2 separate regions of the Sus scrofa genome follow, and region 1 is linked to region 2. The links are chromatin contacts, called in public Hi-C maps. All regions are on one chromosome and are shown on one strand. The core of a region is the stretch at or near the end of the contact, and the rest is flanking DNA. Distances in the headings are between cores, read along the strand shown.

Region 1 (7,056 bases), core at 1,731-4,230, 140 kb before region 2:
GCTTCCAGGAAAAGACTTTAGACTGATGATGCTGAAGATGATGCAAGACATTGGAAATAAACTGGAGGCAAAGATAGATAATTTACAGCAAACACTGAGCAAAGAAATACAAGATTTAAAACTTAAGCAAACAGAGATCAAAGGACCAGCTTTTTGTTTCATTGATCTTTTCTATGGTTTTCTTCATTTCTATTTCATTTATTTCTGCTCTGATCTTTATGATTTCTTTCCTTCTGCTAACTCTGTGTCTTGTCTGATCTTCTCTCTCTAGTCACTTTAGGTGTAAAGATAGGTTGTTTATTAGAGCTTTTTCTTGTTTCCTGAGGTAGACTTTATTGCTATAAACTTCCCCCTTAGAATTGCTTTTGCTGCATCCCATAGGTGTTGGATTGTTGTGTCTTTTTTGTCATTTGCTCCCAGGTATTTTCTAATTTCCTCTTTGATTTCTTCAGTCATCCATTGGTTGTTTAGTAGCATGTTGTTTAGTCTCCACGTGTTTGTATTTTTTGCAGGTTTTTTTTCCTTGTTGATTTCCACTTGTGTAGAGTTATGGTTGGAAAATATGCTTGATATGATTTCAATTTTCTTAAATTTACTGAGGCTTGATTTGTGGCCCAAAATATGATCTATCCTAGAGAATGTTTCTTATGCGCTTGAGAAGAATGTGCATTCTTCTGCTTTTTGTTGGAATGTTCTATATATATCTATTAGGTTCATCTGGTATAATGTATCATTTAAGGCCTGTGTTTCCTTGTTGACTTTCTGCCTGGATTATCTGTCTATTGCATTAAGTGGGGTGTTAAAGTCTCCAGCTATTATTGTGTTATTATCAATTTCTCCTTTTAAAGTTATTAGCAGTTGCCTTACATTTTGAGGTGATCCTATGTTGGGTGCATATCTATTTACAATTGTTATATCTTCCTCTTGGATTGAATCGTTAATCATTATGTAATGTCCTTCTTAGTATTTTATAATATTCTTTATTTTAAGGTCTACTTTATCTGATGTTAGTATTGCTATACCAGCTTTCTTTTAACTTCCATTTGCATGGAATATTTTCTTCCATCCTCTCACTTTCTATTTGTATGTGTCCCTAGAACTAAAGTGAGTCTCTTGTAGATAGCATATATATGGGTCTTGTTTTTGTATCCATTCAGCCATACTGTGTCTTTTGGTTGGGGCATTTAGTCCATTTACACTTAAGGTATTTATTGATATGTATGTTCATATTGCCATTTTATTAACTGTTTTGGATTTGTTTTTGTTGGTCTTTTTTCCTCCCTTCTTCTCTTGTTCTCTTTTGTGGTTTGAGGACTCTTTAGTGTTGTGTTTGGATTGCTTTTTCTTATTTGTGTTTGTATCTATTATATAGTTTTGGTTTGCAGTTACCATGAAGTTTTGATATAGGAGTCTATATATATACAAGATTGTTTTACATTTTTGGTCACTTAAATGCAAGTGCATCTCCAGTGTCTTTCATTTGTACCCTCCTCATGATTTTTGATTTTGGTGGCATATTTTTTTGTGGATGATCTCCTACCTTTACTATATGTATGCACTTATCAGTGGGCCTTGTCATTTGTGATATTTTTGTTGCTAGTTGTGGCCTTTTCTTTTCCACCTACAAAAGTTGCTTTAGTATTTGTTGTACAGCTGGTTTAGTGGTGCTGAATTCTCTTAGCTTTTGTTTGTCTGTAAAGCTTTTGATTTCTCCTTCAAATCTGAAAGAGAGCCTTGCCGGGTAGAGTAATCTTGGTCGGAAGTTTTTTCCTTTCATCACATTAAGTATATCATGCCACTCCCTTCTGGCCTGCAGAGTGTTTCTGCTGAAAAATTTCCAATAACCTTATCGGGGTTATTTCCAATAACCTTATCATTTGTTTCTTTTCCCTAGCTGCTTTCAATATTTTCTCTTTGTCTTTAATTTTGGTCAATATGATGAATATGTGTCTGGGATGATCTTCCTTGGATTTATTTTATATAGTACTCATTGTGCTTCCTGGATTTGAGTTAGTAGTTCCTTTCCCATGTTAGGGAAGTTTTTGGATATTATCTCTTTAAATATTTTCTCTGGCCCTTTCTCTATCTCTTCTGGCACCTCTATAATATAGATGTTGGTGCATTGAACATTATCCCAGAGTTCTCTTAGACTGTCTTCAATTCTTCTCAATCTTTTTTCTCTTTTCTGTTCCACATCAGTACTTTTCATTAGTCTGTCCTCCACCTTGCTTCTTCATTCTTCTGCCTCCTGTATTCTGCTGTTGTTTGCTTCTAGTGAACTTTTTTATTTCAGCTACTGTATTTGCATCTCTGCTTGCTTAATCTTTGTCTTCTATTTCTTTGCTCAATGTCCCTTGCAATTTATCAGTCTTTGCCTCCAGTTTATTTCCAAGATCTTGAATCATCTTTACTATTATCAGTGTAAAGTTTTTTCATGGAGGTTGATAATCTCCAGATCACTTAGCTGTTTTAATGGGTTTTTTTTTCTTGCTCCCTTGTCTGAGTCATAATTCTCTTCCTTTTCATTTTGTATAGATTTTTGGTGTGGTCTCCTTTTTACAAACAATAGAGTTGTATCCTCTAATTCTATTAGTTTTAACACATGATATGTGTTATTCAAATGTTAGTTCCCTTCTTAATCTAGTCATCCCAGGAAATATTAGTGAGGTATTTACTAAACCCCAATGCCTTTTTGGCATAGTCAAAATTGCTCTCTATCATATAGACCCCACTTCTAACATTCATCATCTCCTTTCATAAGGAAGACATATGGTCTGGAAAAGTACTATAGCTACTGCTCAGAACCCTGCCTGGTTCATTCCTTTGAGTTCCCAGAGAGGAACAGCCCAGAATCCTTGTTGAAAGCTATGTAGGAAAAGGAAACCAACTCCCAGCACAGAAAGTGTTCCCAGAGCTATGTTCCAGAAGTCATCCAGGTTGGGAGGTGGCCAATCCTCCCCCCACCCCAACACACACACACAGAGGAACAGGGTGGAGCTGTGAAGGAGAGAATCACAGGTTCATTAACATTCCCATTCTAGATGTGGGAAAGATGCAAGGGGAATCAGGAGCTGGGAGGTCTAGTTTGCAGTGTAAATTTAAGCAAGTCACTTCACATCTCTGGGCCAGAGGTTTGGAGTGTGGACCCCTCCAACACTCAAGGACACTATTTCTTGAGTCACTAGGAAACAAATTAACTCTCCAGTCACATAATTTTCATTTGCATTATTGTAGCCTAGGCTAATGTCCAACTCTTTTTCACAAACAGTGGGAAATTATGTCATTTCCACTACTGAATCAAGCACAGCCAAGTGTGTTACAGAATCACTTTTCTCACTTAGTAGCTTTGGGCAGCAGAAGAGACGTGTGCTTTGGATTCTGGAATAGCTGAGCTTTCTTAGGAAGATTCCAGAAGGAGTTATTTATCCCATGGTTAAAGTGGGAAGTACTGTTCCAGCATCCTGGGCCACAATACTATAATCTTCTATTGCTTTTCTCTCTTCCAAGGAAAGACATCAAACAAGAAACTCATTCAAAATTTAACCACAACATGAACAGACATTTTATGTGAGCAATTATAAATAGTCATGTGCAAAAAAACCCCTGCCTACTGGTATCCAGAGAAATGTGGATTAAAGCAAATTTTGGACTCCATTTAAAAATATTAATTCTCAAAAATATGTAAAAGCAACAATATTGAATTCACCTAATGTTGCAGCAAAATTGACTCACTGAAATAATATTGGTTGGTAGCATTGCAACTTAGTAGCAGCTCTTTGAGGAAGCAATATGGCAACACATAGGATGAGCCATATTCATGACCACTGAGAAGTAAGTCTGCATGAAGTAGTTAACATTTCAGTATCTATAATAGCAGGAAAAGAAAGAAAAAGAACAATTATGAGTCTAAGCTTAGGGGGTTAGGGGACTTGCTACACAGATTTTATACAACCTCTTAGAGAGCTATAAGGATATTTATGAAGATTAAGTAGCAACACAGAGAAGAGTACTGTGAGTGAAATGTATTAACTTTGGGAAAACATGCCTCATGAATATAGCTCTGTAAAAATGTGTGTACATAAGGGTACAGGGGCCAGAATGTATTGAAATAAAAACAGCCACAGTGTTTGGGAGATGAAATACTGTGTTTTAAATTTTTATGCCTGGGATCGTTTTGTCTTCAATTAAATAAAGAAAGAAAGTATATCAGTTTGGGGAATCTCATCCCCAAACTTCCCCACTAGACAAGGAGATCAGGGAGCCTGCCTGTCTTGTCATAGGTTGTTTATCTTAGTACATGTCTAGCACATGGTAGGTGCACTGTAAATATTTGTGGACTGATTGACCACTGCTGTCAGCCTCTCTAAACAGGGTTTAATACATCACTGACGAAGTCCTCTTCCTTTTGCAAAGAGGCCTTTGCTAGCAACTTTACTGTCTCCAAAAGCAAAAACAGCTTCCTTCAACTCTGCTTCTTCTCTCCCCCAGAGTCTCACTGGCAGAAAGAGGCTATCACTTTTAAGCCACCACCAACACCAGGGCCCAGTCTAGGTGGGGAGAATCTCCCCTTCCTTCTGCAGCTTCATCCTTGGGACAGATCCTCACAGGGACACAAGGGCAGCTTGGTCCCAAAAGTCATGTGGACACTAACGCTTGACACCAGAAGGTGGCACTCTACACATTTTCTTACGATGCAGAATCTGCACCTTCCACTGCTCTCTGGTAGTTCATCACCCAAAGGTGGGCCATGGTGAGTGGGTGACAAGGGTGGCCAGGCCTAAGGCCAAGGTCAGGAACAGATGGAGGCAATGCCTGCTGTGCCTGGTGCTTGGAGAAATGGTAACTCCCCCATTTTATTCTTGGGGAAACAAAGGTCCAAAGAGCCTTAGACTGCCACAACCCCAGCCTCAAGTAGAATAACATTACCCAGATCTAGCCCAGTTCTCCTTACTCCAGCGCTCACCCTCTTTCCACTACACCATGTGCCTCCCAGCTCCCCAGCAATAGTAGTCTGTAAAAAAAGTAGGCAAGGATGTTTCTAAACCTTTGGTTAAATGCTTGGTCAATCACTGTGCCAATTATAAAATTGATCATACCCTTTGACCTTGAAACATCACTTTGGGAAATGTGTTCCAAGGAAACAAAAATATGAAATAAGTATTTATTAATATATATATATGTTTTTTGTATTATGAAATATGAAAAATAATACAGAGACATTTAGAACTGAGCTTCATATTTCAGTTAAAATTGAAAGCAGCTCAAATACCCAACTATGGGCAGAAGTTGGGAGGATCATGCTGTGGTCATTGTACTGACACTGGGAATCGTCATTGCATAGATTGGAGCTCATGTCCAGGTTGTCATATGGGCACTCTCATATTGGTCAGTAAAGTGTCAAAATAGTAAAAGCAATAAAAGCAAAAATAAACAAGTGGGACTATATCAAAGCAAAATGCTTCTGTACATCAAAGGAAACTACCAACAAAATGAAAAGGCAACCTATGGAATGGGAGAAAAATATTTGTAAAGCACATATCTGATAAGGGGTTAGTGTCCAAAATATTTGAAGAACTCATATGCTCAGTAGCAAAAATGCAAACAATTGATTTTCAAATGTGCAGAAGATCTAAACAGAATGTTATTTAACCATAAAAAAGAATAAAATCATGCCATTTAGGATAACATGGATAGACCTTGAGAATATTATGCTGAGATAAATCAGAGAAAGACAAATACCACCTTAGCTTATTTATATGTGGAATCTAAAGAAAAAAAAAACAAGCTCATAGACATAGAGAACAGATCGGTGGTTGCCAGAGGTGGGAGCTGGGGAGTGCAAAATGACTGAAGAGTCTCAGAGGTATAAACTTCCCGCTATAAAATAAGTCCGGGGTAGGGAGAATGGAGTTCCCATCATGGCCCAGTGGAAAGGAACCCAACTAGGAACCATGAGGTTGCAGGTTCGATCTCTGGCCTCGCTCAGTGAGTGAAGGATCCGGCAATGTAGGTCGCAGATGCAGCTCAGATCCTGCCTTGCTTGGCTGTGGTGTAGGCTGGCAGCTGTAGCGCCCATTAGATCCCTAGCCTAGGAACCTCCATATGCTACAGATGCGGCCCTAACAAGCAAAAAAATTTTAAAAATAAGTCCGGGGGATGTAATATACAGCATGGTGACTAAGTTGATGCTTTTATTGCATGCTTGAAAATTGCTAAGAGAGTAGGTCTTAAAAGTTCTCAGCACAAGAAAAAAAACTAGTAACTAAGTTAAGGTAACAAATGTTAATTAGATATCGTGGTGATCACCTCATAATGTATACAAATATACTATACATGCTGAAATTAATATAATGTTATAGTTCAATTATATCTCAATAAAAATAAATTTTTAAAAATATGAAAATAAATGCTTCCATATCAATTGGCAAATAGTAGAGACTGAGTGTCCCTCCAGCCTGCCTAACCCCTCTGCCAGGATCTTCCTAGATGGCCCCATCCAGCAGCTAAATGGTGGATGCCTGGTCCAGTAGGACCCTCTCTGTGCAGTGGTCAATCCACAACCTAGAACTAGTTATTAAATATTTTTTTAAACCTCCCCTGGCTAAGATTCTATACCTTCACAAAGAGGGACTTTATTTTGGAATAAGACAAGAGATACAAGGATAGATAAAGAGAGACATTATGTATCTTTGTAAGGAAAACAGATTAGACCTTGATATAATGACTACAGTTGGCCCTCCCTATCTGTGAGTTCTGAATTTAATTCAAATTCAAAATCTTCAGATTAAAAATAAGTAAAAGATTTTCTACCACAAAAAAAACACGATATCTTGTAGTAACCTGTAATGAAAAAGAATCTCAGAAAGAATTATATGTATATATATATACATATACACATATATATACCCACACACGTATATGTATGTATCATGGAATCACTCTGCTGTACACCTGAAACTAATTTACAACATAGTAAATTACGTCTCAAAAAAAAAATCCAAAATCCTTAGATTTTGGTATCCACAGGGATTCTGGAACCAATAACCTATGGATCAT
Region 2 (6,514 bases), core at 224-2,723:
TCTGAAAAGGATGGGTTTGTGAAGGACTGGGGAGGGAGGGGGCTAATAAGGCTTTCCACTAAACCCACCGGTGGTACAGCAGCACCCCTGGTGTGGATACGTTTAACTAGAGCTGGAAGAGGGACTCTGGCTGTCAGCTGGGACAACTACGATGATGAGCTGGAAAGAGCAGTACCTAGTTGTCCTTTCCTTGAGAAACACTTCTTCCTTTTGGCTGTTTCTTGGTTTATGTTGTTTTCAAGGAAAGTCAGACCTTCCATTTCACCTTGGCAAGTGGTGGGGTGACTGTGATGGACTCCTCAGAGCACGGGAGCTGATGCCAATGGCTGCCTTCTTCCCTTGGCTGCATTCTGCTTTCACAGGCCAAGCTGCACCAGGGCTGACCGAGCCTTAGCCTCAGAAGAGGTGTTTCATCTGTGTTACTCCACCCACGTGCAAAACAAAGTGTTCCCCCTCCTTCCAATTCCCATTATGTGGGAGAAGGAATGGAGGTGACCACTGAGGGGCTGCTCCCTGGTCTAGCAGAGGAAGACCGGTTTCCTCGTCTCATTACTTAACCCACCAAGCCAACCAACTGGTACACAGAGTGAGGCCTTCGCAGGAGGAAAACTGAGGTGGGGTCTGGTCAAGGATCGGGAGCGAAGTGATATTAGAAAATGCTTCATGGATTGAGAAATCTCAGATCCTGAATAGAGAATAAAAAAAACCTTCAGGAAGCCTGGCTAGCAGCTCACCGCCAGGAGCTCAGGGCATTCACAAGGAAGATGGTGTGTGACTGGCTCAATGGGCAAGCGCAGACTGAAGTACAGCAACCTAAAACTGTTTCAAGCAGTTTTGTATTAGGAGCTACCTCAACCACCCTGACATTTTGGAAAATACAGGCTGGATACAGCAGGACACAACTCTTAAAGGCTAAAGCCAAGTAAACCGAAGTTTAAAAAGTGACACATATATACACAGAAGAATCTTGGAGAGAGAAGCTACTGAGGACAAACCCTTTATGGAAAAAACGAAGGGTATACATAGAGGCAAATGGGAGACCGAGGAAATCCCTGTGCCTGGAGGAGGGCAGCAGGATTTGAAGGCAGTTCTGAAGCCTGGAAAGTGTCACTACTGAGCAAAAGTAACAGAAAAGGGGTACTACCCATGCCTTCTGCTTACATCTCTGAGCACAAAACTACCACACTGCTCTTTATAGACAAACCTTTTCCTACAAAGAGCAGAGCAAAAGACTCCTATTGATGTCCCAGAAAATAAAAACAGACACTGTTTGCAATTAGAGTCCTTCCCAGTGACAAGAGACTTGCAGGCCCAGACGGAGGTGGTCTAGCCAGTACCACGAATGAAAACGCCAAAAGAGCTCTCTGCCTAATGCCATTGTCAGCTAAAAGCAAAGAAATCCCTTTTAAGGAAGCTATTTAACTTCAATACGCTGCTTCTCTGCCAAGATCTTCAATTCCTCTGAACATAAGCCGAGCCACACACTGCTGCACGTATGTCTGGGCCTGGACCTCCCCCCTCCTCAGAGCGGCAGCACCAGTTGTTGGCCAAAAATAAACACCATTCCTCAACCATATATGTCCACCAGCCCAGAGCTGGGGAGGAGCAGCAGGAGGTAGGTCAGGTCCCCGGGCTCCAGTCATACTCTGTGTGGCCGCTGCACACCATGCACATCACCCAGCTCAACCGGGAGTGCCTGCTGCACCTCTTCTCCTTCCTGGACAAGGACAGCAGGAAGAACCTCGCCAGGACCTGCCCCCAGCTCCAGGACGTGTTTGAGGACCCCGCACTCTGGCCCCTGCTGCACTTCCGTTCCCTCACAGAACTCAAGAAGGACAACTTCCTCCTGAGCCCAGCCCTCAGGAGCCTCTCCATCTGCTGGCATTCCAGCCGCGTGCAGGTGTGCAGCATTGAGGACTGGCTCAAGAGCGCCCTCCAGAGGAGCATCTGCAGCCGGCATGAGAACCTGGTCAATGATTTCCTCCTCCAGGTGTGCGACAGGTAGGCCACCTCCTGTGCTGGCTTTGCTGGCTCTGGCATCTGGAGTTCTATGAGGCTTCTGGGGGGCAGGGAAGAGCAAACCACAAGAGGATGGCTCCGATTTGGAGAGCCTCAGACTAGGCCCAAGGCAACCCCCTGCTCCCAGGCCCTGCCACAGTGCAGTCCCCAGATGGGGGAAATGGGCACCAAGCCTCCCCTTAGCCTCACAGGTCCTAGAGCTGCTTCTGCAAAGAGGAAGAACTCGGCTTCAGCTGTCCCCATCTTTTGGGCCAGCTGTCCTCCCTGGCAGCCATTAAACGCTGGGTGGGTCCAGCTGGGCCTTGATTTTTCAAAGTCAGGCCCCAGGAAAAGGTTCCTAGATTCAGCAGTCAGCTCACCGCTCCACCCTGCCCCTAGCAAGCAAACCCCAAGACCTGTGAAATGCAGCTGTGGAAGGAGAGCTTAGAGGGCTCAGCTCTGAGTTAGCTAAACCAAGCTAGGCTCCGGAAATAGGGGTGGTGATAAATTATGGTTTCCTAGAAACTTACTAATCTTCACGCTACCCAAAGGAGAAAGTGTTCTAGCCTAAGTTTTCAGATAAGCAAACCAAAGCTCTGACAGGTTGTGTGATCTGCCCCAAAGTCTAAAGCTGCCAGATTTTAGCAAATAAAAACTCAAGCCCAGTTAAATCAGCAAGGTGTGGCCTGGCCTTCCCAGGCCACTGTCTGGGCACACCAAGTGTCCCCAGAGTTACCAAAAAAAAAAAAAAAGCAAAGGACTTGATGGTCATGGTCCTCCTCCGAGTCCCTCAGTTCTGCTAGTGTCCATGTGACCCCAGCCCCAATATTTAAACTCTTTCAACCTCATTTCTTCATCCATAAAGTGGGATAAATTGCCTTATCTTGCAGGCTAAAAGAATTAAATGACACAGTAGCACGGGCACATAGTGGGTATTGCCAAGTATCCACCAATTCTAGATCTGGCAGTCTTCTGGGGAGGGGGTGTTGGGAAGAACAGGTGAGGATGGCTGGGCCAGGATGGAGGCGGCTCTTTCTCTGGTGTCTTCCTGCATCAGGCTTACTCTAAAGGTTCTCAGAGGAAGGGATCACTTAACACCCTTGGGGCTTAAACACCTACCTAGTCCTTACAACCAACCTGAAGGTAACACTTGTCAGATGAAGAGGGGCCCCAGTAAGGTTTAGACATTTGTCCTGGGTCAGACAGCAAATAAGTCACAGGCAAGTCACTTGAGCTCTCTGGGCCAGTTTCCTCACAAAATGGGGTGGAGCGTTGGTATGAAGCATAAGGAAGGCGTGTCAACTTGGGCAGATGCGACGCACTCAGCGTGTGGATGTGGCCATGCTCAACCTATTTCAGTTCCTTCCTTCCTCAGGCAAAGGGAGCTGAGCTGGTGCAGGCAAGTTCAGTCAAAAGGCAATGGGGTAGGCTGATGGGGAACAGAACCCCCCCCCCCTTCCCCGGGGCTGACTCCAGCTTCCTCTGGCTACAGGAAACCAAAGCCAGCGCCCACCAGTCAGGTTCTTCTTGACAGGAAGCAGTCTGGTCCTGCTCGCTCCCAGGAAACATGGGTTTTGATTGCCTATAGAAGTCCCTGTGCAGGCTCCAGACATCCCAAATCTCATTTAATCCTCCAACAATCCCACCGGTAGGCGTTATTCTCCCTCCCCCAACTCCTACTTCACCCCTACCCAAGGCAACAGGTGAGGAGAGAACCAAAGCAGCTACAGTCGTTCCTCCTTGGAACCAGCATCTCTATGTTCACAGCAGGACACGGACCTGGGTCTCCACTGGGGTCTCCTGAGGCTAAGAGCTCACGCAGATTAAAGCACGGCGGGGCGAGTGGCAGAAAGGGAAGGAGAAACGGGACAAAAGCCCCAGTTCAGATCCAGGCTCCGTTACTGCAGAGTTCTCGTCTCTGATACGCCTGGTCTCCCAGAGTTGGAAAACGCACCAACCACCTCAGGGAACTTCGGGAAGCGGCGTGGCGCGGGGAGGGGGCGCACGCTAGCATTCTAACCGCACCCTCCTCGGCACTGGCCCGCGGTCACCGCGTTCTCTCCGCAGGTGCCCCAACCTGGCATCCGTCACGCTATCCGGCTGCGGTCACGTCACCGACGACTGCCTAGTGCGTCTGCTCCTCTCCTGCCCGCGCCTGCGCGCTCTGCGCCTGGAGAACTGCGCGCGCGTCACCAACCGCACGCTGACAGCCGTGGCGGCGCACGGGCGCGCGCTGCAGACGCTGCACGTGGACTTCTGCCGCAACGTGAGCGCGGCTGGCCTGCGCCGCCTGCGCGCCGCGTGCCCGCGCCTGACGCTGCGCGCCGAGCACAGCGCAGCCATGATCCCAGACCAGCCCCCGCGCGGCCCGCAAGCGCCCGGCGCCGCTTTCCGCAAACTGCTGCAACGCTAGCTGGGCGCCTCTCCGCTGGGAGGACACCCGCCTCGGGCGTCCCGGCGGAAGGAGCGACCTGGCTTGAACTCCAACTCCTAGACAGCCGCCACATCCTCATCCAAGACGAGGATACGAGCGCCTACCTCACGTGATTTTATACACAGGCTAAGCGGGAAATTTGATGGCCCGATGCTTGGAAAACACTCCAGTGTTTATTTATCTCACTAAACACCAGCACCCTTCCCCGTCTCTCCCGCGCACCGTATTCTCCGCCTGGCGCCGCCCGTAGCTGCAGGAGGCCCTACCCAACACCAACGAGTTTGGAGATATAAATAACCTGGCGGGGAGGCGTGACCACCCGGGGCTCCCCCGCAGCGCGCGGGGCGGGCCACCCCGGGAAAGCGCGCAGTGAAACCCCCGGGCCCTCGGAGGGTCTAGGTGGTGCGCCAGCGGGAAGAGGGAAGGAACCCCTGGCACAGGGACCGAGACAGCCATCGAACTGCGGCTTTGCTTTACAGCCACCCCAGCGTGCTCGCCTTTTTTCCGGGCAGATGCATTTCTAGGAGGGACTGCAAACAAGGTTCCAGAAAACTCGCTCGTTGATGTGCTTCTTTCATAAACAGCCGTTTTTATCCTCATTTTCTACCGTTCTCTCATTAATAAGGGGAAAAAAATCATTTGAAAAACCCGAAGACTTAAAAGCAATAGCCCTGGTTAGATCACTGGATAATGAAACCCTTAAAAGCTGATGCAAAATTAAAATTTTTACCTGCTAGATTTGCTGAACGTGGCAACGTCTGGAGTTCCAACTTCAGGGCTTTAGTCACTGGTGTCCCACCTTTATCCACCAAAGCAAAGGCTTTCGGCCAACCAGCAGCCTCCTGGTCCCAGGTACATGGGGAAAACTGGCTAAGTGGGGAAGGCAGGGAGGATGGTGGAGGGGTGGGCGATGCTCACGCTCTGGCTCCTCCCATTACCAGCTAAGATCAAGGTCCTTTACCCACCTGAGGCCAGGAGTTTCTTGTGAAAGGGGCTCTTGATCCCTACTCACAGGTTCCTTAATATGTTGCCCGAATACTGGAGAAACAGCACGGAATAAGCCATTCTGTTATCAAGGAGCTTACATTCTAGTGAGGGAAGAGACAGTAATTGGTGTATAGAAAGGTTAAGTATTGGAGAAGGTGAAGCACAGGCTAAGAGGCTATCTGGGAGTTGCTGGGAAAGGCAGAAGCAACTTAAATGAGGTCGATCAATGTAAGCCCCATTGAGAAGGTGGATCTGAGAAATAAAGTGAGGGAGAGCATCTGGGAGGAAAATATTCCAGGCAGAGGAAACAGCCATCAGCATAAAGGCCCCAAACTAGGAGCATGGCAGGTGTGTTAGGGAATAGGAGGTCAGTATGGCTGAAACAGAGTAAATGAGGAGGAAAGGTGAGCAGGAGAGGTGATCAGAGAAATAAGGGATGAGGGAGGCCTCACAGGTTATTATGAGAATGAAATGAGAGGTGGAGATCCCCCACCCAGCCTACCCCGAGCAGGAGCCAGGGCCCCAAAAAGATGATGCTGGCTGAAGGCCCAGAGGCACTGAAATTTCTCTAGGCAGAACCTGTGGGCAGGCAAGCAGCACCTCACCCGCCCAGACCCCTCCATGGGCTGCTGAAGGCCTCAGCTGCTGCTCTTGGACCCCTGGTTGGACCGCCACTAGCTGCAGTGGAATGGAAGGGCCCACTACTAGCCTATGAGATGCAGCCTTTCGCTGGGTGATTTTCCATTTTACCCACCATTGCTCTGGACTCTGGAGAGAGGCTTTGCAGGGATTTAATTTTTCAACCACTACTGCAAACAATGTTGAAAGAAAGCTCAGGCTTCCATAGAGTTAAAAGTTTGTTTAAAAGAGCTATTTAAACCCCAGGGCTTTGCGTTCATCATCTCTGATAAGCCCCAATTCCCAGAGGTCCTGTTTGCCCTGAGTTGGTGGTTTAGTCTGAGGAACAGGATCCTGGTTTCTAGTTCTCCTCCAACCAAGGGCAGGTCAGCCCGCTCCAAATCTCAGCTTTCTTACCTGATTGAGAAAGCTAGACAATCTTGCTTGTTAAGGTCTGTTAAGGATTATGAGATTGTG

The links. A called contact is a pair of places that touch in the nucleus more often than the background predicts.
Region 1: a contact with region 2 is called in a Hi-C map of skeletal muscle, with 3 times the contacts expected there. The contact joins the enhancer-like site here to the promoter of FBXL22 in region 2. A contact is called at or near these places in 2 of 5 promoter capture datasets (fetal liver and liver), 14 of 47 Hi-C or Micro-C datasets (embryonic fibroblasts, epiblast stem cells, fetal heart ventricle and 4 more) and 2 of 2 datasets of contacts at active chromatin or transcription factors (alveolar macrophages and skeletal muscle).

Annotation. Positions count from the first base shown.
Region 1 is chr1:108,550,830-108,557,885 of Sscrofa11.1, reverse strand. All of the region lies in intron 6 of APH1B (gamma-secretase subunit APH-1B), which reads left to right. Among named protein-coding and RNA genes, the nearest start is that of USP3, 39 kb to the right of the region's middle. Within about 2 kb of position 2,980, at least 3 of the 83 cell types and tissues checked have an H3K27ac peak or open chromatin away from gene starts, as enhancers often do. A contact at or near this core is called in skeletal muscle, where this site is marked.
Region 2 is chr1:108,406,896-108,413,409 of Sscrofa11.1, reverse strand. It overlaps FBXL22 (F-box and leucine-rich protein 22), which reads left to right and starts at 1,473. Exons shown (of 2, transcript XM_021094142.1): 1 at 1,473-2,001; 2 at 4,066-5,183. The coding sequence starts at 1,496. The coding sequence ends at 4,411.